2 separate regions of the Zea mays genome follow, and region 1 is linked to region 2. Evidence: chromatin contacts called from public Hi-C data. All regions are on one chromosome and are shown on one strand. The core of a region is the stretch at or near the end of the contact, and the rest is flanking DNA. Distances in the headings are between cores, read along the strand shown. Region 1 holds the start of LOC100280989. Region 2 holds the start of LOC542240 (TATA-binding protein 1).

Region 1 (2,700 bases), core at 171-2,670, 250 kb before region 2:
TATGAACCCTCCACTTAAAAATGGGCGGGACAACATAGCCAAGGGATCAAGCTGGAGCTATATAATCTCTGGAAGAAAAAAAAACTGACTACCCAACTATATATATGCATAAAGATCAGCAAAAACTCTTCCACAGGATTCTAATGGCCTCCTTTAGAATGGACGAAAAGCAAAGGAATTTTTTAGAATATTCAATCCCTATGAAAAGTTTTCCTACGAGAGCCTTTGGAACAGAATAAGCATGAGATTTGAAACCTGTTAATTCCTTTAAAATTTCATATGGAATGGTATATCCCGTGGCAATTTTGGAGAAAGATATGCATGAGGTCCAACCTCATGTTTTCTTTCCTTTCTGCCTTATCATTCCTATGTTTTTCCTGCGCATGATCTGAACATATGTTTTGTGGCTTCCCTGTGTTATGATTCCTGTAGGATTCCAATGACATGGACATTATAACCCTGTGTGTTTTCCTATTGCTATGTTTTAAGAAGCCTGTGTTATGATCCAAAGGAGTCCTATGGGTATGTTTAGTTGCGGGATAGCCTGAGACAGCCATATCCCCGGCGTCCCCTCTCGTGCATCCAATTCTAACAGAAAGCTAGGGACAACACTAAGATGATCATGTCCAATCTCTTACTCTAAACCAAACAACATTATATAAAGGATCGGGTCGTCTCATTCCATCCCGTCCCATGGTAACCAAACCCACCCTAAATTTTCAGCTACAGCTGAGCACTTTTAAGTACGAAAACTGTCAAATATCTCAATATCTCTTTTTATAATTGATTAGTTCTGCGAATAGATCTTAAACAGGTTGAGTCAGGTCGACCAAGAACACACACATCGACCAACTACTTGTTCTTCCCGGACCTCTTCTTACCCCCTGCCGCGGGGGCGGCGCTGACCTGGGGCCGCGGGTGGCGCTCGGCCTCGGCAGCGTCGAGCCACTTGAGCGGGTTACGGTTGTAGAAAGGCCAGTTGGGGACGGTGACCAGAGCCGTGAGCACGACGCCGCCGGCGTAGACGAGCAGCATGAGCTGGAAGTCCGCGCGCACGTAGCCCACCAGGAACGCCACCACCGCAGACGCCACCAGCAGCACCTGCATCAGCATCTCCGCGCGTTTCTGCCCCAGCCAATCCATAATCCTCTGCCAAGAACCCGAGATACAGAAGATCCGGGTGAGATGGATCGGACCTAGTACACTTGAAATTGGATCAGATCCGAATGCAAATGGCTTAAGCTAGGGTTTGGGCGCTCGGCGAAGGAACGGAGGAGGAGAGGTGGGCGTACCTGGCGGGTGCTCGTCGCTGGAGAAGGGCCCGAAAATGGAGAATTGGGCACCTGACGTAGGGCGGCAACGGAGAGAAGAAAACAAGAGCGCACGAGAGTGGAACGGTAGAAGTGTAGAATCACGAGATGGGAAACGCAGACCAGCGAGGGTTCTGGCCACTGGATCCGGCCGCGCGGAAGTTTGTTTGTTTCAGGGTTAAATGTTGGGACATATCGGTGTTGTCGCGGTTGTCTCTCAAAATTAAAAATTATAAAGACAAAATAGAATGTCAGGAGACATCTTTATCCTGACTGTCCCGCAACCAAACGTACCTTAAATACAGTGGATCAAACAGTTTTCTACGTTCTTCAGCAGCGTACTCTAAACAGTCCTCTAAATTTAAAGGACCCTGTTCAATTCTCTCTATATATAGTTTCTCTAAACGGTCCTCTATCCATTTGAATATTTTAAATAACCGGTTAGCAAACCTAAAATATGTACAATACATTTGAGAGTATAACAAATATGTATGTAAAAAATGAATCTAATATAGATGTGTATAGAGGACGTTGTTGGAGAGGAAGAAGATATAGATGATGAAATTTTTTAGAGGAGACCGTAAAGGATGAATATAAATGGTGGATATAGAAGATATTGCTAGAGACGGCTAGCTCAGTTCAACACAATACACCTTGTTTCAAAGCCACGAGCTAAACTAGTATTTTAGCTCGGTTTGTTAACCACGCAGCTCGAACTGAGTTTAAATCAACTTATTAGCTAGAACGAGCTAGCATTTGCTAGTTGAAAAGGAATTAGGCTTACACCTATTTCTTAAATGATTTTGGTGGTTGAATTGCCCAACACAAATAATTGGACTAACTAATTTGCTCTAGTGTATAAGTTATACATGTATCAAAGGTTCACACTTAGCCAATAAAAAGACCAAGTATTGGGTTCAACAAAAGAGCAAAGAGACAACCGAAGGCACCTCTGGTCTGGCGCATCGGACTGTCCGGTGCACCACCGGACAGTGTCCGGTGCACCAAAGGACTCCAAGTCGAACTCGTCACCTTCGGGAAAATCTAGAGGCGAATCCGCTATAATTCACCGGACTGTCCGGTGTACACTGGACAGTGTCCGGTGCTCCAAGGAAGAGCGGCTCTGGAACTTGCCTGCTTCGGGAATTCAAAACGGCTAGTCCGCTATAATTCACCGGACATGTCCGGTGTACACCGGACTGTCCGGTGTGACATCGACGCAACGGATACTTCGACGCCAACGGCTACCTGCAGCACATTGAATGCGCGCCAGCGCGCGCAGAAGTCAGGCACGCCCATGCCGGCGCACCGGACACTCTACAGTACATGTCCGGTGCGCCACCGGACATCTCGGCGGGCCCAGCAGTCAGAGCTCCAACGGTCGGAACCC
Region 2 (2,700 bases), core at 186-2,685:
CTCTGTTGACTGAAGGGCGTGCGTCAGGATAAAGGTGTCAGGCCACCTTTGCATTAAATGCTCCTGCGATCTGGTCGGTTGACGCAGCGATTTGGTCAGGGTTGCTTCTTGGCGAAGACAGGGCCTCGGGCGAGCCGGAAATATGTTCGTCGCTGGAAGGGGGGGCTCGGGCGAGACGGAGATCCTCCGGGGTCGGCTGCCCTTGTCCGAGGCTAGGCTCGGGCGAGGCGTGATCGAGTCCTTCGAATGGACCGATCCCTGACTTAATCGCACCCATCAGGCCTTTGCAGCTTTGTGCTGATGGGGGTTACCAGCTGAGAATTAGGAGCCTTGAGGGTACCCCTAATTATGGTTCCCAACAGTTAGGCTGACTCCAACAGAGGCCATGCAAATCGAGCAGCCATTCAAGCCTTTGGCTAGCGTCCCTGGTTTGCCTGTCCAGGCATATGGCACACGCTTTCAACGACACAGGCAAAAAGGTAGCGGTAGTATAGTCCAACAAATGAAGCAGATGGTGGGGGTCATGTTCTCAGACACAGAAAAATGAAATGGCTGCCAGCAACAGTACAAGCTATTATAGCTTTCCTATCTCTTTCCATCCTTTTTGCCTGGCTTGTTTGACTGTCCTGTTGGAAGGTAATTTGTACTGCTACAGTAGCTCGTGGGTAGCTATTTTAGCTTTGCCTGTCCATTTAGCTGCTCTGTTGGAGTCAGTCTTAGGGTATGCATATGAGCTAAATATTCTACCCATGAGTCTCTTGTTAGGCAAAAACATTTGGGTAAATGGGTATTAGAACGTTCCACCCTCATCCATACCTGTTAACACGCGTGTATAAAATACCCGATATAAACTTAGCCCAAAAGCATGAACTCGAGCTTCAGTCATACATCTCTTTTGACTATTTAACAAACTTTTGGGCAATAATATTATAGAAGGCTTAACAACTATTTGATGACCGTGTAATAAAACATGTAATGTGGTATGTATTAATAACTCAGTGTTGCTACTTTATCCACATCTATGATGTTCTTGAATAGATGATTAAATGATGCTAGAAATTTTGTAATTATATTTAGATGGATATATTTGACATTTGTATAATATAGATGTTTAATCTTTATGGGTAAGAGTGACCCGACGAATAATCCATACCCACATGGGTATGGGGTAAATCCATACTCACCGGTTGATACGGGTGACCCAACGAGACTATTTTTTTTATCATAGATATGAGTATGAGATAGTAATAACTAATGTGTATTTAACCATTGCTATCTTTAGTCTCTATGAATTACAGCTCTAACAGTCAAAAAAATCTTAATATAACATGTAATAGTGCATGGGCAAACCGGTAACCGGCCACAGCCGGTCTACCCTGTTCCCCTACAAAAACCTCCCGCACGCATCTACCTCCCAGTCTCCCACCCACCAGACGACCCCCCTTGCATTCTCAGTTTCTCACGCCCCTGCGCTGTCCCGTCGCGAGATAGATAACCCTAGCTCCCTTCCATTGCTTGCCCTCTTCCCCAACCTCTCTCCAGATCTCTATAAAAGACCAGAATTTCGAATTCCCCCTCGAACCCGTGACACGCGCGCTCCTTTCCCGCCCATTTAGGCCTCTGATTCGGCGCGGATTCGCGGCGCGGAGCCGCCGAGGTTGCGTGCGTGATTGGGATGGCGGAGCCGGGGCTCGAGGACAGCCAGCCGGTGGATCTGTCCAAGCACCCCTCCGGCATCGTCCCCACGCTCCAGTAAGTCCCGGATCTGGGTCGTCTGGGGTTAGGGGTTGCGGAGAGATCCCGTGCCGTACGTGCTAGGGTCGCGCGGCGGATGGCGGTGCTTGGGTTCCCTAGAGGCTGGAGCTGCCAGGGCTTGAGTCTGGGCAGCGGGGTGCCTCTCTGTACTGTGAGTGGTGGTGTGGCTGGTCTGTATCGTGTTTTTTGTTCAGCTTCCCGAGCTCCCCGGTGCTGGGTGCATCGAAATGAGCTAATATTGACTTTACATAGTTGGGACTAAAACGTGAATTATTTTGTTGTCATCCTCTCTCGGATCTGACTTGTGAGAACGAGCCAGGGCCAAACTCAGATCTAATTGAAGTTTGTATTCTTGGCGTAGTAGTCACAGCAAGCATAATCTCTTCTTGACCATATTTACATTCCATGTTTTGATTCGGGAGCATAAACTGTGTAATGACTAATGTGATAAGCAGTCAGCCTCGCGGAAAGAGATTTTGATATCTCATCTCGTGTCAAGGGTTAAATGCATTGGTTGATGTGAGTTGACCATGAATAAAGGTGTTTAAAGTTGCCTTTGGCTCGAGGGGGCAATCCCTTTTTCATCAGTGTTTGGTTTTGGGGGTGGGGGTGCTTGGGACGTATCGTCTCTGCAGTGGCATATTCCTGAAATATGCGGATAACTCGGTCCCCTCAAATTGGGTGGACGAAGTCATTCCTTGCGGAACGCGCCGCCGTGCCATCTTTGTGTCGCCAGGTGCGAGTGCGGTTGGACAGAGGGCTCTGCCATGGGGAAGCTCTGTGCTCAAGGCAATCAGAGGAGATGAGATGGATATAGATTACACAACGTACTGGGATAGCTCTGACAACAAGAGGATTGGGGTGAGGTCCAACATCTGAAGGAAGGAGTGGGTCGATGACCTCTTTATGCCACACGAGAACTCTGGTGGGGGCAGTTTGAGCATC

What was found. Hi-C and Micro-C count contacts between places; a contact is called where the count stands out from the background.
Region 1: a contact with region 2 is called in a Hi-C map of bundle sheath, with 2.9 times the contacts expected there. The contact joins the promoter of LOC100280989 here to the promoter of LOC542240 in region 2. A contact is called at or near these places in 4 of 25 Hi-C or Micro-C datasets (bundle sheath, ear, leaf and 1 more).

What each region holds. Positions count from the first base shown.
Region 1 is chr1:265,738,542-265,741,241 of Zm-B73-REFERENCE-NAM-5.0, reverse strand. It overlaps LOC100280989, which reads right to left and starts at 1,420. Exons shown (of 1, transcript NM_001153909.1): 1 at 761-1,420. The coding sequence starts at 1,143. The coding sequence ends at 853.
Region 2 is chr1:265,486,594-265,489,293 of Zm-B73-REFERENCE-NAM-5.0, reverse strand. It overlaps LOC542240 (TATA-binding protein 1), which reads left to right and starts at 1,435. Exons shown (of 9, transcript NM_001111848.2): 1 at 1,435-1,752. The coding sequence starts at 1,676.